4 separate regions of the Mus musculus genome follow, and all the other regions are linked to region 3. Evidence: chromatin contacts called from public Micro-C and promoter capture Hi-C data. All regions are on one chromosome and are shown on one strand. The core of a region is the stretch at or near the end of the contact, and the rest is flanking DNA. Distances in the headings are between cores, read along the strand shown.

What was found. Promoter capture Hi-C pulls out the DNA fragments that hold promoters and counts their contacts. Hi-C and Micro-C count contacts between places; a contact is called where the count stands out from the background.
Region 1: a Micro-C map of embryonic stem cells shows a contact between it and region 3, with 2.7 times the contacts expected there. The contact joins the promoter of Kcnc4 here to the promoter of Kcna3 in region 3. A contact is called at or near these places in 1 of 39 promoter capture datasets (cranial neural crest), 4 of 484 Hi-C or Micro-C datasets (all in embryonic stem cells) and 1 of 115 datasets of contacts at active chromatin or transcription factors (large pre-B cells).
Region 2: a contact with region 3 is called in a promoter capture Hi-C map of pre-B cells. The contact joins the promoter of Dram2 here to the promoter of Kcna3 in region 3. A contact is called at or near these places in 4 of 39 promoter capture datasets (the C10 cell line, cranial neural crest and pre-B cells), 6 of 484 Hi-C or Micro-C datasets (B cells, CD4 T cells, Th1 cells and 3 more), 8 of 115 datasets of contacts at active chromatin or transcription factors (the 230-238 cell line, bone marrow-derived macrophages, effector CD8 T cells and 5 more) and 4 of 9 other capture datasets (adipose tissue, embryonic stem cells, liver and 1 more).
Region 4: a promoter capture Hi-C map of pre-B cells shows a contact between it and region 3, with 5 times the contacts expected there. The contact joins the promoter of Lrif1 here to the promoter of Kcna3 in region 3. A contact is called at or near these places in 5 of 39 promoter capture datasets (the C10 cell line, HPC-7-derived erythroid cells, hematopoietic stem and progenitor cells and 1 more), 5 of 115 datasets of contacts at active chromatin or transcription factors (CD8 T cells, effector CD8 T cells, large pre-B cells and 2 more) and 1 of 9 other capture datasets (adipose tissue).

Annotation. Positions count from the first base shown.
Region 1 is chr3:107,455,599-107,460,798 of GRCm38.p6, reverse strand. It overlaps Kcnc4 (potassium voltage gated channel, Shaw-related subfamily, member 4), which reads left to right and starts at 1,901. Exons shown (of 4, transcript NM_145922.3): 1 at 1,901-2,598. The coding sequence starts at 1,909.
Region 2 is chr3:106,546,065-106,551,777 of GRCm38.p6, reverse strand. It overlaps Dram2 (DNA-damage regulated autophagy modulator 2), which reads right to left and starts at 3,980. Exons shown (of 9, transcript NM_026013.3): 1 at 3,858-3,980. Cept1 (choline/ethanolaminephosphotransferase 1) reads left to right here and starts at 3,976. Exons shown (of 9, transcript NM_133869.4): 1 at 3,976-4,098.
Region 3 is chr3:107,033,484-107,038,942 of GRCm38.p6, reverse strand. Kcna3 (potassium voltage-gated channel, shaker-related subfamily, member 3) reads right to left here and starts at 2,781. Exons shown (of 1, transcript NM_008418.2): 1 at 814-2,781. The coding sequence starts at 2,520. The coding sequence ends at 934.
Region 4 is chr3:106,720,341-106,725,751 of GRCm38.p6, reverse strand. It overlaps Lrif1 (ligand dependent nuclear receptor interacting factor 1), which reads right to left and starts at 4,070. Exons shown (of 4, transcript NM_001039488.1): 1 at 3,646-4,070. The coding sequence starts at 3,707.

The DNA.
Region 1 (5,200 bases), core at 652-3,151, 420 kb before region 3:
CATAAACCATTTCTCTACTGAGAGCAGCAGGTTTAGGACTTCTCTCCACCTAGCCCAGAAACATTTCTCTGCCCAAGGCCGTGCTGTCCTGGCTCCAAGGTGGAGGCTGTGGTGAATATGTCAGAGATCATAAATATCAAGATCGAGAGCATCCAAGACGCAGGATGGGGCCATGGTGGTCTGACCAGGTTTCTGGAGGAGGAGAGAAGGAGGCTCTTCCTTGATGTAGTCTTGCCATTCTATTCCACCCTGGCTTCCAGTCAGCCACAATGAAACAGTGAAACTGCAACAATACAACCAGCTTAGCTGTAAGGGATACACAGGTTAGACTCTGCGTGAGGAGGTGCAGAGAAACAGACAGGAAGAGAGAGAGGTTAGAGGTCAGGGGTCGGGAGCGCTCAGGTGTCACCAAGGGCTGCAGTGGGTGGAGCTGAGGGCTACGGAGAGGCGGGGAGTGGGGCCGAGAGGGGATGGAAGCGGAGGCGCGCAGGGGCGGCGCGCGACGCTGGGCACTGGCTGCTAGCGGGTTACGCGCCTCCGCTGGGCTGGGATGCGCGGATGAAGGCTGAGCTCTGCTGCCCGAGCTCCGCAACGCCCCAGGTCGGCCTTGCGCCTCGCAGCGCCGCGCCCACCCCGCCCCGCGGAGGGTGCGCCCTGGTCAGGCGAGGCCGAGAGGAAAAGGCGCCACTTGGAGCGTCGCATCCTCTGTCATCGCGGGAGGGAGTCGCAGAGCCCTTTGAGCCCCATTCCTCTGGCGCCCAGGCGCTCCCTTCCCTAGACCACCTCGCGCCCGCCCCTAGCAGGGAGCCAAGGCCGGCGCCCCGCCCGGAGATGGGCAGACGCGCAGATGGCGCGGCTCCCGGCGGCGCCAGATCTCAGGAACCCGGCGCCGGGGCGCTGCGCTGAGGCTCCCTCTTGGCGCGGCCCAGGAAGCCTGCAGGTGTCCTTGGCCATTCGGCCACCGCCCGGGACACTCCGCCAGCACCCGGTGCCTGGCTCTTCAGAGCAGCCCCGCCCTCCAGGCTCTGCGCCGCGCAGGACGCCCCGTCTGAACCCCCCCTCGTCCCGGCGCGGCCCCCGCAGCGCTGCATCCAGCCCGGCGCAGCTCCCGGCCACGGACGCAGGACCCAGGCTCGCTGCTGCGGGCGCGCTTGTTTTCCTGCCGCCTGGTCCTGAGCAACCCCCACCCGCTGGTCCGTCTCGCTCGACTCAACCCCGCCCGCCATCGGTGCTCCGCGCTGGATTTATGAATGGGGGGAACGGGCCACATGCCCGCCACCGCCGCCTCGAGTTGACCGCACACTGCCCGGCCCCGCAGAGCTCTGGCTACCGTAGGAGCATCCGCCCGGCCCCGGTAGCCGCTCCGAGGACTTGTTGCTGTTACGCTGCTGCCTCCGCCGCTGCCGCCGCCCGGAGAAACCCTGCCGCCTTCGGGCTCGCCGCGTTCTAGGAGCCAAAGGGTGGCCCGTGTGAGTGTGAGCGCGCGCGCCGCGGACCCTCGCAGTGCTCTGGGACTGTGCGCTTCTCTGCCTTTCTGGGGTCGGGGGGGCGTGTCCCCGGCCCAGAGCATCCTTGTGCTTGCCCCTACCTCCTGGGACCCCGGACCCTTTGGTTTGAGTCCTCGACCCAGGTCTTCACCTCCTGCCTCCACTAGGTTCTGCCTGCCTAAATCCCAACCACCTGTGCACCACAGAAAGCCAACTCTTCCTGCTCCGCGCCCCGGGGGGGTTGGGGGGGAGGCAGGGGCAGAGCCACTCCGCAGAAGGGGCCGCTACCACCTCCTGCCTCCTCCTCCTCCTCCACCTCCTCCTTGTCGTCTCCTCCCCCTCCCCGTTCTGACGCTGCCTCCTTGGGAAGGGTGTTTGGAGGGCAGCGGCCGCCCCAAGCCGGAGCCCCGCAGCGCTTCTTATGATCAGCTCGGTGTGTGTCTCCTCCTACCGCGGGCGCAAGTCGGGGAACAAGCCTCCGTCCAAAACATGTCTGAAGGAGGAGATGGCCAAGGGCGAGGCGTCGGAGAAGATCATCATCAACGTGGGCGGCACGCGACATGAGACCTACCGCAGCACCCTGCGCACCCTACCGGGCACCCGCCTTGCCTGGTTGGCGGATCCCGACGGCGGGGGTCGGCCAGAGTCGGATGGCGGCGGTGCAGGCAGCAGCGGCAGCAGCGGCGGCGGCGGCGGCGGCGGGGGCTGTGAGTTCTTCTTTGATCGGCACCCGGGTGTTTTTGCCTATGTGCTCAACTACTACCGTACGGGCAAGCTGCATTGCCCCGCAGACGTCTGTGGGCCTCTCTTTGAGGAAGAGCTCACCTTCTGGGGTATCGATGAAACAGATGTGGAACCCTGCTGCTGGATGACCTACCGGCAGCACCGCGATGCTGAGGAGGCACTGGACATCTTCGAGAGCCCGGACGGGGGCGGGGGTGGCGCAGGGCCAGGCGACGAGGCTGGCGACGATGAGCGGGAGTTGGCCTTGCAGCGCCTGGGCCCCCATGAAGGAGGCTCTGGCCCTGGTGCTGGGTCCGGAGGGTGCCGTGGCTGGCAGCCCCGAATGTGGGCGCTCTTCGAGGATCCCTACTCATCCCGGGCGGCCAGGGTGAGTGGCAGAAGCCAGGATCTCCCCATCTCCGTGCCCAAGGGTTTCTTGGTGTTAGTGTTGGTAGGTCAGATGGGGAGGGGGTTGGAAGGAGACTGACGTACCTGGCAGACGATAACTACCTGCCTCCTAACACCCACCCTCCTTGGTCTCCTGCATGCTCCATCAGGAAATTGCACACACTTAACTTACTACTTGGACCTGATCCGAGCTGTCTGCTCTGGCACATGCCCCTCAGTGAGTGGCAAGCCTTCAACTTGAGCATTTCTCACTCCTTTTTGATCAGCACAATTGCCCTCCACAGGACCACAAAGTCCTGGAGAGCTTAAACTTGGCCTTTTTCAGGGGTGAGGCCGGATCAAGAGAAGGAACCGTGGATTATGTAGGACACTTAACCTGTTTCTATCCTGCCAGCAGCTCTGTATGCAGGCGCCTATGGATTTCAGAAAAGGGGGGGGGGGCATAGTTTCTAGAATACCTGTCTCATAAAGGACAGAGATTCCCCAGAACACAGGCCCCCTCTCCTGAGAGAGGGCATTTTCTCCTAGGAGCAGGCCATGTCCCAAGGCTTTCTGTACCTCAGTCACAGCCTGGCTGCTGCTGACAGGAGAGAGAAGTAGACAGGAAAAGCCTCCCACTTTAGGATCCCAGGACAGTGGCCGGCCACAAGCTTCCTGGTGATGATACCAGATTTGTCACTGCTCTTTTGTTTCTGCTGCAGCACAAAGTGGCTTCCCAGAAAGCCCTGGTTCAGGTTACACTGGAGATGAACGTGTGCAGAGCAGGGGAAACAGGTTGATTTAGACAAGACCTAGTGTGTGTCCTGAAGGTAGGAGGGGGCCCTAGAAAGGTATGTATCTATTCACTCACTTCATTCTCCCCTGGCAGCTAAAACCCCGAAGAAGGCTTTAGACTTTAAAAATAGAAAAGCCTGGAGGTTGGTATCTAATCTCATAGCCTTCACCTAAAACCTGTCTGGGAGACAAGGAAAAAAAGAAAAAGAGAAAAGCAGTGTGTTTGCTGTGTCTGGGGTATGCTCAGTGTGTTTGCTGTGTCTGGGGTATGCTTCTGGAAGCCGAGGCTGGATTGATTGATTCCTTTGGCACCCCAAGTTGTCATGCTAATGAGTCTCAAAGCCTTTCTCACTACCTCTCTTTAACACCCCATGGGCTGGTCCTCACCCTAATCATGGGAGGAAAAGTTCCACTTCCTACCCAGGGGAGAGCTCAGTGTTGAAGATTGCAGCTAAAGGGATGGGTTAGTCTGGTGTAAATACCAAGCCAAGGTAATGCATCTCCTACCTGGAAGAGAAAGGGGGTAGAGGTCTTAGCAAGAGGTTCCCTGCAGGACGAGGGCTTGAGGTAGCCACTGTAAGTCTGATTTCCAAGCCCCTGTCTATCTCCGCTGCTTTGTTTTGTGGCTTTGTCATCCTAAAATCAGCTAGGAAGGCAGGAACACAGTGATGCCCCTGACCAGTGCCCCTCTGTTGTGAGCTGACCACCCCTGACAGTGTCTTTAGCTTGTCTTTACTAGGAAAGCGAGTCAGGCACAAGTCATTGAGACAAAGTTGGGGGTAGGGAAGAAGCAGAAAGGGGACAAGCCAGGGAAACAGTTCTTAGAAGAGCTGACTAAGTGAGCCAGGCACTCTTTCAGAGCATTCTGGGACCTCTGCTCAGTTTTTGCCCTTCTCTGGAATTATGAGAGGCTCTACCATCAAGTAGAAGGTCAATTCTCCCATTTAAGCAGGGAAGGAACCAAGATTCAGACACATAAACTGTCTTGCCAAAGCCACCCTGAGTTTCCAACCTCCAGATCATTAATGCTGATGTGGATCATGCTGTGGCGCTCTGGCTGGCACAGGAGCCAAAAGACTTGCCCACAGCGGAGGAACATAGGCAGAGGCCAATTCTGAGCTGTTCCTGGACACACAAGTGGGAATAAGCAATTCATAAAAAAGTGGTGGGGGGAACCCAGCTCTTCACCAAGCATCCTAATTCCGGGGTTTTGCCATGAAGATAATACATTAATCTCTATTATTCCTAATGAACTTAATACAGTGCCCATTTAACAGATTGAGGCTGGCAGCAAATAAACCACTGGTGGCAGGGTTGTGAATCAAAGCCAGGGCTCCTTCGTACCTAAGCCTTTACTCCTGTAACTGCTACGTATTCTTCCCACTGAAGAAGCTGATGGCAGGGTGGAGCAGTGCCTAGCTGCTTGCTCCAGCCTGCTTGGTGTCCTGAGGTTCTTTCCTTCTGTGAATAAACATCAGGAACCCAGGAACCAATGGGACTCAGAAGTCAAAGGGAACACCAGAAGGGACACTTGCCCTGTTCCTCCTTAAGACCAGAGGGTGCAGTGTCACAGAGTTCTGCAGTGTCATAGAGTTCTAAAGCTGCATTTATTTTCTCCACTGACCCCAAGTTGGCAGAACTGTCCCCCATGGGAGATCTGTACTGTTGCATACCACCAATCAGCTGGAGTTTCCCCGGAAGGAGTTTGCAACACTAGGGGTTTGTAGACTTGAGGCATCACCTGGGAGGGCACATGGGGGCAGAGGAGTCGTGCTCTGGGCCTCGAGGCATCTCTTTACATACAACAG
Region 2 (5,713 bases), core at 2,731-5,230, 490 kb after region 3:
ATCCCTCTTGCTTTCGTTCCTTGTCTGACTTCAGCTTTGAGGACTTCACTCTCTTTGTTTTGGGAGGATAGGGAAGGTTGAGATATGGTTTTACCATTCAGTTATGGCTGGCCTAGAATATATTACTGTCTAAGGTATCTCAAACTTAAAATCCTCCTGTCTTATCTCCACATTCTTGGATTACAGGCACGAGCCACCATGCCTGGGTGAGGAACTTCCCTTTCTTTCATAGAAAATGTGTTTGGCATTTAAAAAGTTAACATGACCTATTCAGCATTTAGGTGTTTAGGTAAAAGGTATGCTTGAAACATTCTGCTCATCCCACTACTAGTAGGAGAGCCTCCTCTCCATTTTACTGCTTTTTACTTCTAAATCCTTAATATCCAAAATGCAGCAGAGGGCTGGAAGGATAGTTCAGTGTAACCCAGAGCCTATGTAAATAAAAGTCAGGTGGGACAGAGTGCCTGTAACCCTAACACTGAGGAGGAAGAGACAGGAGCATGCCTGAGGTTCACTAGTCAGCCTCCTCTACATTGCAAATTCCAGGCCACTGAGGCATTCTATCTTTTGGAAAGGTATATGACACATAATTTCCTCTGTTCTCAACAACCACAGGCATACATATACATCAGCACTTACAGAAAGACACTCAGACACAGACACACAGACATGCACACACAGACAGACAGACACACAGCAGAAAGACTATCTTCTCCATACAACAACTCCTAAGCTCTTTGCATGGAGAAGTAAGCAGTTCCTGAGAAAACTGGATTTGCACAGCTCTTCACTTCTATAGTATGAACATTTAGGAAGGTAAGTGAACTGAATGAGAGAGATGCTACTTCACCAACTGCAAACACAGGAACTCACCCATTTTCACTCAGTAATTATTGAGTAAACAAAAAGCTGACACCAATCATCTTAACTCCAGTAATGGGTTGGATTTTCATTTCAGTAAGCGGTATTATCATTTTCCTCAGATTCTTGGACATTATAGTAACTCTTGCAGAGCAGGCTCTCTCCCCACAATGCTCACATGCTACCACCAAATGATGGCAGTCCTATTTCTGTAAGTCATTCCTTCCTCCCTTCTACTCACTGTATAGTGTAACCATTCTTGTTTAGATTCTCCATTCCTGGTTGAACTGCTTTTCTTCCCCTCCATCCATTCAATCTGCATTTCCAAATTAACAAGTATTCCCCTCCGCAAAATCTTCTTAAAAGTAAAGCTGCGGGATCTTGGGCAAGCTTCAGAATTTATCTGAGCTAGTTCTTCCTTTGAAAAATGCAAATATCGTCAAAAGTTGTACCACACAGTAGTTACTAGAAAGGTACAGTTATTTAAATTAATATATAATAAAATTTCAAATTTCAGTCCTATATTGTAGTCACCACTATCCAAATGCTCAGACCCAGGCTAGTGGCTAGCAACTAGACAAAGTACGGGACATGTTTTTATCATGGAAAAGTCCAGCAGACTCTGCTAGAGAGTTGTTATAGAAGTTAGAGTGACAGCAAGGAAAGACCCTAACATACTGGTGATATACAGTTAATAGTAGTCTTTAATATTATCTGATATTTTTAGATTACATTCAATTTTTTGTTTTATATGTATGGGAGGTAAGGATAGGGGTAGGGGTAGAATGGGGGTTGGGGTGGAGTTAGAGGTGGGTGTATACATGCCCAGGAATCAGTTTTCTCTTTCCACTACATGTGTCCCAGGAAATGAACTCAGGCCATCAGCATTGCTAGTAAATATCTCACATGCTGAGCCATCTCACATATTTTAAGCCATCTAAAAGAATAGCTGTTTCAGTGAGGTTTATTCAAATACTGAGATAACAGATGTTAGGTTCCTTCCTAAGGTGGTCTTTTCATAAGGTGAGAGAGAAACTGTTCTCAAAATGTCAATTTTCACAACTGCCCAAACCGGTTCCCTTTTCAAATCCTGAAATCTATATACAAAGATGATACATTATCATTTCAAACACATGATTTTAAGCAGCACACAAATACTAGCCAATGAACCAACAGTGTCTGTGGCCTGAACACTAGAATGCAGCACTGTGAGCAAAATGTTTCCTTTAAGGACCTAATGCTTGAGATCTTTTATAATAGTGATCTATCAGCGGTAATTTTTAAAAAAAGTTTTAATTGTAGGAAGTCAATTTTCTTATTGTTTGGCACAGCATTTCCCTAACCCCTGGATGTTATCTTTTTTTAAAAAAATCCATAATTAACACTTTCTAATTATTGAGTTTCAGGCAAATTTCAAATTTCTGGGATGTAGTATTCTATGTGAAATATAAGTATAAAATACTATAACAATTCATAAATTGCAGTCATAACTACCCATACATGGCTGCATATAATTTTTTTGAGGTATTAAATACTTGTATGTGTTTAGGCTTTGAAGATTCTAGCTGTTTAAACTGACTGCTTAGAAGCAAGGCAGGGCTTAAAATATTGTTAAGAGTCTTTCGGAGACAAGTGAGAAACCAAAGTAGACAGGAAGAGTAACATGGAAGACTAACAACTGTCCAGTGCCTTCCCCTCCAAAAAGGAAACGTGAGAGCAGTCTCAGACCAACAGGATTACGAGTGTAATGTTTAACTATTTTATGGGTCAAAGCATTCAAGAACCCTTTTAAAGAGTGTTTGCATAGCAAACAAGAGGCCTTAAGTTCAATTTCCAGAACCAAAAAAGAAAGCTTTAAGATGACTTAAAAATATATAAGAAAACTTCACACAACAGTAAGGATATTTAACAAATTTTTTTGCATCTCTTACCCATCTCCTCTGCTTACTTTGAAGCTCCATGAGTCAGAAATCCAGTTACATTTTTTATTTTCATAAGCATTTAAAAGCCACTGGTAATAAAAAGAACCTTTTTAATGTTGTCTCTTCTAAGTGGTAATAACTAAAGAATAACAAAAGTGTAAACTCTGGATGTTCCAAGTGAATGAACAGGTGGCCCCAGGTTTTTTTCAGAGGCGAATAGAAATATCAGGCCACAAACAAAGCATAACAAGGACTATTTTCCTAAATTCTAATATGGCCTCTTGACAAATGTAACATTTTCCAATGGCTAATCTCAAAGCATCTAGTTTCACTGCCAATAAATTAAAATTTGATAACGCAGCCCCGATAGATTAAAAAAATGTTGCATTCGGTATGTAAATTAAAATTGGGAAAGCTGGAAAACTTATTCCTGTCTCAGTGCTTTACAAAGGAAAGCAGCTGTTAGGATTCCCAGGACTTGTGATTTCCTTTCAACTAGGGACCACTCCCTTTGAAACACAATCATGGGGTGGAGACAGAGCTCTGTGTAAACACAAGGTCACCACTGGTCTCAGTTTTGAACTTCCTCAGCCCCAACCAAGTAGAAATAAGGGCACAGGGATGACAAAGGGTATTAGGGCAAAGGTTTCCTTAGTTGATTCAACAAAAGCAACCCCTTGCACACACACTCCTAAGTCTTGTAGTACAAGAGTTTCACTGTCCCTGGCACCAGAAAAATATAAGGGACACCATGCTTGGCACGACGCATCGCTTGGGATGAAGTGGTGGTAGAGGTACTAAAGAAGAGAAAAAGTAGGACGCGGAGACCTCAGCCTAGTTGTCATCTCCCGTGATTCGTGGGTTCCCGGAGCTGGCTCGCGACTCTAGTCGTGGGTGTCACGAAGTTCACGGAACCAGGTGAAGCTACCGAGGTTCGCGTGGCTCGCGCGCCCGTGGGACCAAGGGGGCTCGCGTTGTGCCCTCGCTCTTGGCTTGCGAACCACACTTCGACACAGCACCCAAGTAGAAAACCTGCCGAGCGCCAGGCCAGGCACTTTTCCCCCTCCCACTCACCTTCTTTCCTGTCCCCGACCAGCCAGCTCCAGCCTCAAAGTGCAGAACAGGCCCACTGTAGGAGCCTGGGCGGAGCCCCGGGGCGCGCTCCCGAGTAGCTCGGAGGCGCGCCTCAACCTTTTCTGAGTCCCCCCTCTTTACGGCAATCGTGAAAGTGTCGTGAACGTGCTGCCGCCTATCAGTCACTCAGTCGCCTGGAGTCGGAGTTGCTATTTCTAGGCTTGTGCTTGTTGGGTTCGGGGTAAGGCTGCGGGGGCCCGGCCTAGGGAAGGGGCGGGGATGTTGCGGACGTGGCGGGGCGGTTTTGTCCCGGGAGGAGCGGAGCGAGGGCCGGAGGCTCTGGGCTAGACAGAACTGGGTAGCTGCGGACGGACTAGCTGAAGGGGAACGCCGTCCTTGCTGGCGCTGGGTGGCCTCGCGCGCGGGGTTGTGGGCACGGCGAGGGGCGACGGCCAGTCCCGAAGGCTCCGGAGTCGGAGGTGGAGGGGCGCCTGCGCGGTATGCGAGCCGTGGTCGTGGGAGGGAGCACCCCAGGCTAACCCCCGGTGAGCCGAGGGCTGGGGCGCTGGCTTCGCGGAACCGACCTTGTCTGGCGGGTCCACACCCTCCTGGCCCGGTGTTGCCAAGTCCAAGAACCGTGCAGCATCCTGTGCGGTCTTTGCTGTCCTTTTGGGAGGCGGTTAGTGATGTTTCCTGGCTCGGGCCACGCTTCTTGTTGGGCAACTTTTCTAGAAATTTCAACCCATATTGACAGGCTCAGAGATTGCCAGCTAGAGTTTTATTTCAGTCGCGTTCTTAGAAGGAGATTGCTGGGGTTTTTGCCTGTGTTCCCAGGAATGCTTGGCTGAACCTCAAGCTTTACATTTTACCGAGTTTGAGTTTTCCAGTTTGATGCTTGGCATTTTGATACCAGTTTTTACCAATGTTGTATCATTGCTGTTGAATATATGGCATTGCTAAAACTCTAACTCACCAGGCAACGTCTATTGCAGCAGGAGGCAAATTCATAGTCAGTTTTCAACGAGTATAGGAACTTTGTAAGTTGTTAGAATATTTCCTTTCTACTTTACAACTGTCAGGAATGTGTTCAGAATGTGTGTTGAATTGACTGGCTCAAACACAAGGAAACTGTATAAGACATTTGGAGCATTACCAATTTAAAACTATTGGCATTCGATGAGATTTGAAGCTTCAAAATCATTTTGCTACATATTTAGCCTATGCTGAGAATAACTGAAGTCCCTGTACAGCTGGTCATAAAGACACAACCCTTCCTTTTAAGAAACGAAGTAGGTAAATCTGACTCTCACATTACCAATTACATTTTATTGCATAGCACTTTCTTTTCTAAACTACATTTTGCTTTCTTCTTCTTCTTCTTCTTCTTCTTCTTCTTCTTCTTCTTCTTCTTCTTCTTTTCTTCTTTTCTTCTTTTTTTTATGGTTGGTTGGGTTTTTTTTCTAGACAAAGTTTCACTATGTATCCTTGGCTGTTCTGGTACTTGCTGTGTAGACCAGATCCGCACCAACTCAGGGATCCCCCTGCTTCTCTCTACCTTCTTAGTGCTGGAATCACAGGTGTGCACCACCACCCAGCTATATTTTGCTCTTTAAACTGGCTAGAAATGCTGGTGGTGCTCATTTTGAGGGCCATGCAGTGCTGTTTTTAAGAGAATATAAAAAAGAATACAGCTCTAGGCTTTTGGTCCCTCCTCCTCTGAAGTTATTTCCCCCTTTAAGGAACACACAATTTCACTTCAGCAAAACACCAGATCTAAGCAGTACTGTCTGCTTCTGAGTACAGAAAAGCCCCCCTGCCCCCAGACAAACATGTTTTATGTATCATTTGTTAAATAA
Region 3 (5,459 bases), core at 1,532-4,031:
GTGGGGGTGGGGCTAGAGAGCAAAAGATGCCATGACAACCTTTTTCGGGTTTCCCAGGAAACACGGGTTGCTATGGGAACTGCATCAGTCAGGTCCGAATTAGTAACTTCCGCTGGAAGGGGTGTCTGACACTTTAATCTTCCTGTGATACTGCAGAAGCTTATCTCTCGGATGCATCAGGAATTTCTGTTGTTTCTCCCGGCAGCACTGAAAATGAGTTTCTAGACTTTCGTAGATATTGGCTGGGGCATGAACTCACAACTTCATTGGAATCTGTGTCTAATGTTTTCAAAATGCTTTGCAAACTTTGAAGAGTTAATAGCCAGATCAGGACATTCGGGGCATTTCCCTTTTGGTTCAAAATTATTGTGAACCTTAAGTCCTTAGGGGAGAGATTCAAACTGAAAGATCAGTCAAAAACAAAATAAATTTATAGTGGGCTTACGCGTCAACGCTCTAGTTAGACTTTCCACCCACATATCCAGAGGTTAGGTAGTTACAATAACTAGTCCGGAAATAATATTGAAAAGTCCACCAGTCAGGAGCTTCATTTAGGTTCCGCCTCCTTTACTTAGTAAAGAAACAACTATCTTTTGATTTTGAGGTTAAACAGTTACTCTGACTCTATAGTTTCACTTCCTCTCAGGATGTGGCTGTAGGGCTCACACAAAAAAACCACGCTTAATGTAAGTTTGTTGGTCACAAAATTAAGAGACAGGGAGAGAGAGAAAAAAAGAGCTGAGAGAATGCAGCCCACTTGCAAAAACAGGCACCTGTTTCAGTATGAAGCAATAGGGAGAATGAAGTGTGCTTCCTCACTTCTTGTACTTTCCTTGATGAGTGGTCTGGAAATGTATAAATCAAGGGCATACACAGACCAAGGGGGCATGTTCCACACAATACTGGGCACAGAATTGGCAACCGTATCATATATTAGACATCAGTGAATATCTTCTTGATGTTGACACAGGAGTTGGGGTTATTGTTCGTGGTGCAAGTGGCTGTGGAGTTGCCCGTTTTGAAGGGGGTCTGCGGGAAGGCGCTGTGGTTCATACCCCCCTCTTCGATCACCATATACTCCGACTTACTCAGAGTGGAGTTACTCCGGGCTTTTCGGAGCTCCTCGGCTGAAGAGGAGAGGTGCTGGCAACTGCCCACGTGCATGTACTGGGCTTGCTCTTCCCCTTCTGTCTCCCGGTGGTAGAAGTAGTTGAAGTTGGAAACAATCACAGGAACTGGCAATGCAATGGTCAAGACACCTGCGATGGCACAAAGAGAGCCCACAATCTTGCCTCCTATGGTCACTGGGTGCATATCACCATAACCAACAGTTGTCATGGTTACTACTGCCCACCAGAAGGCATCCGGGATACTGTTAAAACCCGAAGAAGGGTCGTCTGCCTCAGCAAAGTAGACTGCACTGGAGAAAAGGATGACCCCAATGAAGAGGAAGAATATGAGCAGCCCCAGCTCCCGCATGGAAGCCTTCAGCGTCTGTCCTAGGATCTGCAGCCCCTTAGAATGGCGGGAGAGCTTGAAGATGCGGAAAACCCTTACTAGGCGGATGACTCTCAGGATGGCCAGCGACATGGCCTGCTGCCCATTACCTTGTCGTTCAGCCAGCTCAGTGCCCAGAGTGATAAAATAAGGAATGATGGCCACAATGTCTATCAAGTTCATGATATTTCTGGAGAAGGTGGCTTTACTGGGGCAAGCAAAGAACCGCACCAGAAGCTCAAAGGAGAACCAGATGATGCACAAGGTCTCCACCACGAAGAAGGGGTCCGAGAAGCTGGAGGCTCCAGAAGGGGCCCCCGACGTGCTGTTGTTGGCAGCCTCAAACACGTCCTGCGACGGGGAGGCGGGATAGTCTTTCTCATCGCGAAACTCGGGAAGCGTCTCCAAGCAGAAGATGACAATGGAGATGAGAATGACCAGCACTGACACAATGGCAATGCCCCGGGCCGGCCCGGAGCTCTCCGGATATTCGAAGAGCAGCCACACCTGGCGCTGGAAGTCACGGCGGGGCAGGGGTCGCTCCTCCTCCCGCAGGAAGCCCTCATCCTCACGGAACTTTTCCATGGCCTCCTCACCCAGCTGGTAAAAGCGGATCTCCTCGGAGAAGATGTCGATGGGCACGTTGACCGGCCGGCGAATGCGGCCCCCGGACTGGTAGTAGTAGAGGATGGCGTCGAAGCTGGGTCGGTTGCGGTCGAAGAAGTACTCATTGCGGAGTGGGTCAAAGTACCGCATGCGCCGCTTGGGGTCGCCCAGCAGTGTCTCGGGGAACTGGCAGAGGGTCTTGAGCTGCGTCTCGAAGCGCAGCCCAGAGATGTTGATGACCACACGCTCGCCGCAGCAATCTTGCTCGCCCGCGGCGGGCAGCGCGGGTGGCAGTGGCTCGTAGCGGTCGCAGCCGCCACCGCCGCCGCCACTGCCACAGCCTCCCTGAGGCGGGTCCCCGCCACCGCCTCCCGCCGCCTCTGGCTCCAGCAGGTGGTCCCCGGGCACCACGGTCATGTCTGGCGGCAGCTCGGCGTGGCCGGGGCTCTGCAGGATGCGCGCGCCGCCTCCTGCGGGGTCCGGTGCAGGGTGGGCGCGGTGATGGGTGGAGGGCTGCGGCGGTCGAGCGCGGGAGGCGGCGGTGCTTTCCTTCCCTGCTGGCGGCTGCCGGCCCGAGTCGCTCCTCCTGGAGCTCCCCGCCCCACCGCCGCCTCTGCCCTACGAGCCCGGCCCCGCCGCCTGTTGCTGCGGCTGCCGCGAGGCTCTGTCTGGGCTGGCGCGGCCCGCGGGGCTGCACGGTCCAGACGCCTCCTCCTCCCTCCTCCGCACCCCTCCCCGCGGGGCGCGCGCCCGCCTCTCTGCCACCGCCCCCGGGTTTCCCGCCCACCGCGCGCGCGCGCTCCGCTTCCCGCTTGCCACCCTTGTTCCTCGACCTTCTTTGTCACTGGATCGCCGCCAACTTGCACCCCACTCCCCAGACTCCGCGGAACCCCTACCCAGCCACGCTGGCCTTGGAGGAACCCGGCCGCCTGACCTCGTTCCTGGGCTCTGCTTGCTCGCTCCTGGTCAGCGCGCGTTCCCTTCCCGCGCGTGGTCGAGACCTAATCTCAGGGCTGTTATACCCACGCAAGGACCACACCTCATCCCTCGAAGGGAGGCCTCCTGGCCCTTGACACTTTGCCAAGAAGGGCAAGTTCCACTAGAGTAGGTAACAAAAAGTCCCAAGCAAAGGAGGCATCCAGGCATCCAGACCCTGAATGTCTTGGGAGGAGGGGCTGCAGGCTAGGTTGTCTGGGCTAGTGCAGGATAGGATAGTCTGGGGCCAGCATCCGGATTTAGAGGGGTAGAATAATGCTAAAACCTGGGTGTTGGTGCAGTAAACGATATTTTTGGACAGGAAGCAATGGGTTAATGGGTAACATGGGGTCTCAAGTCTTCCCAGCAGTCTAAAAAGAGGGTCCTTAAAGGCATCTGGAGACCTCATTTTTATAATGGTTAGCTCAGTGCGGGCAGAATCAGGGGCAAGTTTCTGGTTGGGATTAGTGAGGGCAGTGGAAAAAAATAAGAGGGAATGGTAAAGAAAATTCACCACACCTTACTGTGTGACGAACAGGCCCAATACCTAGCGTTTAATTAACACAATGATACCTGCCCTTGCAGTAGGGAACTCGAGAAAGTGTATTTTAGCTGTTAATGTGGGAAAGCCTTCATTTTGCAGATTGTGCCTCTCTTGCTTGATATGGGCCTACAGAAAATATTATCTCCCTTAAACTGTTTCTCTAAATTGTGCTGGTTGCTTTAAACATAATTTCTGTTCCCAGACATTTAGCTACCCCAAGTATAAGTACCAGAGTTACAAAATTCTGTTACCCCCTTGAATCATTGCAATCGTTTGCAAAAGAGGAACTATTGTCTAGACATTCACTCATTCCATGAAGTTAGCTGAAAATTCAGTTTGATGTAAGAGTGATCTGTCGTCATGTTTTTCTTACCCCCTCTCCCAACTACTAAACTATGATAAAGAGGGCTTGCCCAACTTCTGTTGTTAGCAACTTGGAAATCCTGGGATCTCAGCATTTGTTTGTTGTACTGAATTCTGCAACAAGTGATGCTTTGTATTTATTTCTGTCTGCTCTGGGGAGATATTTCTTCTTTTGAGTTCAGGACCCTATTGTGATTCCTGGGCTGGGGAGCGAGGGAGAGCTGAGCCAGCAGTCCAATCACCCTACAAGTTTCTAGAGCAGCATTTGGGGGTGTAACAAGCACCAGGTTTTCGTTTGTTTGTTTGTTTGTTTGTTTGTTTTTGTTTTATCATTCCTTCATGTTTCGCTTTACAACCATCTGAGTGCTGGGCACTGCAGAGAGTGGAGTCTATTGTCAGATGAAGAAACTGGGAAACCATTTAAATCCCTCTTAAATACACAGTTTCAGAGCAATCTGTTGTGCAATGGTCAGCTTCTTATTTTAACCAGTGATTAGGGGAACAGTTGATGAATATTTACATATTTATTTTTGTAAATCTAAGATTGGGAAAGACGGAGTGTCACAAGGAGAGCTCACTGAGAGGCAAAGACCCTATTTTTAAAGACTGTTTCTTGCACTTCTATGTCTGACTGGGGAGATGATTTATTCTTACTTTTGCAGGAATTAATACTGAAATTAATATTAATCAAAGGCAAAGGAGATGAGAGCAGAGGATGGTCCCGTGATGGATGGTCACACGTTTCTCCCTGCTGTAAAGTATCTCTCTTTCAGAATGCCTATTCTCACTGCTTTCATCCATTTGCTTTGTCTGGAAGACCTTGATGGCCTTATTAGGACAGCCCTTATCTTAGAATTGAGATCTAGAGAAGTTTAGCAGTTTAGCTCACATAGCTGGTTAGTGACAGGGCTGGTCCTAAAATCTTGGATCGGTCCCAAATCTAGTGTTTGCAGTATTATATTACACTGGGAAACACTCATGCTGATCACCGTGAGCACTTGATAAATACTGGATTTCAAAGAGCAGCCTATTTGCCTCTGATTGCTGACTGTTCTCTTTCAATTCATATTTATTTGAACTGAAAACCAGTGCCTTTTGATGGCTACTTGTTCGCCTATAGGAAACGGGCTGGTGGGAGCGTTCCAGCCCTGTTGGACAGCAGAACCAGTTGCAACAAATCAATGTCAAAAGTGGCACTTCAGGGGGACACATACCATTTATTTAGTACCCCCAGGGGAGTAGCTCAAAGTGATTTGATAATGTCTCATTAATCCTCATGACACCCCTGTGAGATAATAATAATATTATTATTATAATGTTTAAGTGTAGAACTGTGGCAAAGCAAACAGCTTCTCAGAGCCTGTGCAGGATTGCTTTGCATTTCAGTCCCTAGTATTCAAGTCGAAGTAAAACCATCAGGTTTGCAAGCAGCAAGTGAGTCTTAGCATTTGGCCTTTCTATTTGCTCTACGTAT
Region 4 (5,411 bases), core at 2,821-5,320, 310 kb after region 3:
TATATGCAGTATTATCTCTCTCTCCCTCTCCCTCTCTCTCTCCCCAACTGCCACTTACCCACCAAAGACAGAAAAACAAATGTGGCTTTCTCAAGCCTACATATTATTAGAAATTCATATAATCTATCACAGACCACAAATTCTTTAAGGCTAGCTTATTCTATTCATATCTCCTCTGTGTCTAATAGAGCAAATTAACGTGTTAGTTGAATTGATTCCTACAAGCTATTAAAATATGATTTGATTTACTACAACAAAATTAAATGAGTTCTTAAAACTGAAATGTGAACTTCCAAAGAGAAAAGTGGTAAGTCAGAATAAAATTCATACATACTCTTTCAACCAATAAATACATTTTTCAGATTTAGTAGGAATCTTTGACTTAACAATTTAACTAAAAATCACTACACTTTCTTCAAGATATTCCATTTTCTTAGAGATCACATTGTGTAGTCTAATGTCACCAATAGGTTACTTAGAATTATTAGGCAGTTTAGTCACTTAGAATGTTTAGCGCATTAATTATACATTAGACTATTTGAACTGAGAAATGACACTGAAAAAAAAAAAAACAAAATTTTAAGACTTAAAAAGAGAAAGGAGAAATATAAAGATTACATACAGGCTTCTAATTTTGACTCTTAGACATACTGGCTAACTAAGTTTGGAAAAACCTATGTAACCACAGTGGCATATATTTATAGTTCCAGGTACTTAGAAACTCAAGTAGGAGTGGGAGGATCACTAAGTCTCAGTTTAAGACAGCCTGATCAATGCAGTCATAGCCTAACTCAAAATTAAAAGTCCTGATAAACATGCTAACAAAACTAATTTCTGAGGTTTCTGGTTTTGTTTTTTACTACTCTATATGGATATTTTATCACTCATGGATTAGAAATGAAATAATTAACATGTTGGAGGCTAATGAAATTTTATGGTTTTGAAAATAACGTATTTTCATCTGTTAGGAGACCAAACTTTCCCTTCTTGCTATTTATAAAAAATATGTAAGAAGTTATATGTTACAATTCATATAATATTAAATACTATATATTATTAATGGAATAATATCACCATTAATTTTAATCCTAAAAGCCAAGCAATATAGACCTCCACTGTCATCAACATTTTAGCTGAAAAAAAAATACAAGGGTTTAAAATATTTTCAATAACTTATACAGAATTACATGCTTTCCTTAAGGAATCTTATTTATACTTTATATAAAAAGCAAGGTTCAACAATTCAATTGCATAAGTCCAGTTAGCTTATATGGTGTTAATGTCTCTCCAAGTTTACTCTGAAGTTGTAAAGATAAAACTTTACAACCAAAGACATCAACCAGCAATGAAACATTTTCTTCCCAAGTGAATGAAGCCACATGCTGAGAGCAGTAATTTTAACTGGACATTTGTCTTTGTCTCATTTAATTCACAAATATTGACAAGAAAGCTTCTCAATAAATCTTAGTAATTTCCTAATAAGGTATGTGTAATTTTTATTCCATTTCTTTAAATCTAATTCTCTACCATCTTATCCAAGCCCTCGGATTTCTGAAGTCATCTGAAATACAATCTTCATTCTAAATCAGCACGGTCACTAGTTACTCAAACCTATTTTAATCTCATCAATCCTATTCCAAAAATTTTCTGCACACTCAATCTCCAATAGATGAAATAGTTACCAGACCAAAGCAAACGTTAGAGCTATTATGCTACCTGTGGTACACAACTGAGTAAATAAGAATTCAATGCAAATCTTAATAATTAAATGACTACTACACTGCAAATATACAGATTTTTGCATTGTTCTTATAAAACTGAGTTTCCTATTTTTATGCTTGATTAAATTACATACATTAAGTAATAAATATTCTCTATGACAATACTACTCCGAATATGTTATGATATCAGAAAATTTAAGAAATAAAAGCATGAAAATATAACAAGGCACAAGAAAATAAGCCAATGAATTAAAGAAGTTGAAAGTAACCAAAACATAATTGAATTTAAGATATTTTTCTGACTTAAAAATTTGCCAAAATTGTTAGAAAGTGTTTAAAAGAGAGCCCAAGGGCATAATAAAAAACTTTAATGCACCACTTAATCTTATAGGACTGGAAAAGAATATGATCTTAAACACATAAGTTATATCATCTATAATATATCATATACAGGTAAAACATATAAAATTATTGACTAAAAAGCATTTCTTCTACTTTTGCTTCTCTGTATAGGATACAATTTATCTTTAAATTTCCACAAAATACAGACTACCAAAGAGCCGTCTCTATTGCTATATAACAGTTCTTTCTATGTTAACAGCTCACTAGTTACTGTTAATGACTTTGGGGGGGGTACTTGCATAGTAACAGCTTCCTAAAGATTCAGCTACTGGCAAGGCTGACACAGGATGGTCACTTGTTTTTGTTAGAGCATTGTTTTAAAGGAAAATGTGTGTGTGTGTTTTTTTTAAAATCACTATTGGTTTTTCATTGCAATTTGGGTTTGTATATACTTGTAACTAAAAGAAACCTAGAAACAGGACACAAATTCATGTTCTTAAACTTGGAGCAAATATTTAAATAATCCTTTCTTTCTTAAATTATTTCTTTTCTGTTGTTATCAAAATATTCCCTGATACCATTATTTTTATTAGAAAGTGAAACATTAGTCTCATAAATGGTAACAAACAAAGCTGCAATAAACACCAGGTAGATTTTCTTTTTTCAACCACAATCCCCTTTCATCAGTTTTGCTCTTAGATTTTATGTTGTTCATTTACCTTCTACAGACTTACTAATCTTTGCTTCTCAACAAGCACTCATTAACTCTGGAAAGCATAAATTAAAGAATTGTTCCTTAAGGAATATTCTGTTGTTCCTGCTTTTATTTCATCTGGATTAACACAAAATTAAAAGAAAAATGTTACTGGTGATACATTTCCAAACCAAAGACTGTCAGAACCCTTTGTAATCCTAACACGAGGTAAACCCAGGCTGTATTGTGGACAGTCCTGGCTATAGTGAGTTTCCTACCTAACCAGAGCCATACAGTGTTCCAACTGTTCCTTTGTAGAGACAACCAATGAGATGCACCCCTTTTAGACCCGTTTCAAATGTGTTACCTGGAAAAACACATTTCAAGTTTTTACTTTTCTCCATATTAGTTGAAATTTTCAAATACTAAAGTCCCTTGTTCTAGAACACATTTTCTAAGTACATTAAAATGGGACTATTTTCACTTGAAGTTACAGCGCCGCGGGGCTGCACTTGCTAATCCACGATGGGTGTTTTGGTAAGTGTTTGAGATTCTTGGAGCATCGCCAAGTTGGTTTTACTTCCGTGGGTATCTACTTGTTCCGCCTATGAAATTCGAGCGGGTGGCGTAGGGCGCGCTGGGGGCCAGGAGATGGTAGCTGCGTTGTAATCGCGGGCTGCTTTACATTTTGGAGAGGACTGGGAGCCAAGGGCTCTGCACTGGTGTGCAGTGGGTGCGGTGTAAGGAGGTGTGCTGTGATGGCGCTGTGCTCCCACATCCCCGCAGCTAGCACCCGGTGCGCGCGGCTGAACGTCAGCTGACGCGGCCATGACAACCTAAGTCACAGGGTGTGGGCGGGCGCCTGAAGAACTGGGAACTGGTACTTACCAGCGCGAGCCTGACTTTTCCTCTGCGGTTTTCAGAATGACGCTCTGGAGACTATTAGACATTTTAGATGGGTGGGAGGGGATAGGGCAGTGAATACTGGGGGGACAGCGTCCCCAAGTAGGCGCGAACCAGAGCACGGGTGTGGAAGGGCAGCGTCTGAGGCGAGCGAACAGAAGGGTGTGACGGGAGATAGTTGAGAGGGCGGCTCCCCCAGCTTCCGTGGGAAGTGGCTGTAGAAGCCGGAAGACTCCTACCTCAGGCAAGCTCACAGTTTTCCGGCGAGTCTCTTCTGGCTACGTGACGCATCACAGCCAGTCAGAGAGGACGTGGGGGGCGTGGCATCAATAGCACCACCCACGACAGGGCCTGATCGGAGTCTGCGCCCACTAAAACCGAGCTCCTAGAGCCAGGGATCCTAGGCATACAGCTACGTCACATATGGTTACCAAGGCGAATGGATCGCCATGGCCCCGCCCTTATGACGTGGTCCAATCGACAGCGAAGGTTGAGGTCTCTTCTTCCGGATCAAAGGAGGAACTAAAAGAGAAAGTGCTTTCACTGCCTACATGAAATGAAATACTTCCGGTGTCAGGCTTAAATTGTCTGCACTTGTACATGCGCTTTTGCAAGCCAATGTAATAATGTCCTCCTTAGCAGTTTTATTCAGTAGACACAGATAGGCATTTGGTAGTTGCCATAAATTGTTGAAAACCTTTATCTCCCTTCTCATGGCTAGAAGTGATTATTTTTTTCTGTTTCTTGAAGTTTTGCTCTACATTAATCGATTAACCATTTTCTCCATTCCCACACTAACACCTCAGTTAAAACTGTATCTTACTGTCATGTATTCAATTCTTTGAGTGTCTGTGCATTAAATCCCCTGTATAAACTTTTTGAAACTCTTAATTTCCAGAAACCAGCTCTAAGAATTCTCTAGAGTCCTGCAGTTAATGACTATTTGAGAATTGGGATCATACTGTTTAATGGGTAGGAGGAATTATAGTTTAATTAGGTGTGGAATATTATGAAAGTGTTTTCAAAGATAAAATTTTATTTGACATAGGCAATCTTGTATGCTGCAGTGTTCAAATTCAGGACACTGATAAGGTAGACAATTTGAAGGTTTATATGGTTATTTAAAAATGGAATTACCAGGCTTAGTGACACACATATGCAATTCTAGCGCTTGGAAAGTACAAGCAAGACGATAGGGGCTTTAAGATCACCCTTGGCTACTTAGTAGAAGGCCATCAAGAACTACATGAAATCTAGTCTCACAAAAAGGGAAGAAGAAAGGTTTACTCATACCCCTAACTGCTAAACGTTAAAGATTTTTAAGAACTTCAGGTTTTGATATGTCAAGAGAAAGTATCATTTTCCTATTTTTGTATAGCACATTTATTTGACAATAAAGTACCCTGTTCTCATACTAAAGACATCAGGAAAGATAGGCAGACCTTAATGCTTTCAAGCTTTATGGCATCTTTTGTCTATGTAATCAAAGTTACTAGGAAAAAACAACAATGACAACAACAACTAAAACAAACAAACAAAAAAATCAAATGCGTTTTGCTACACATTGCTGTGCACACCTTTTATTCCAGAACTCAGGAAGAGGCAGGTGGGTCTCTGAATTTGAGGTCAGCCTAGTCACCAAAGTGAGTTTCAGGTTAGCCAGGGTTATACAGTGAGAACCCTCTCTAAGAGTTTGTGTGTGTCTAAGTGTGTGTGTGTGTTGTGTGTGGGGGGGGGGGGTACGGCACTTG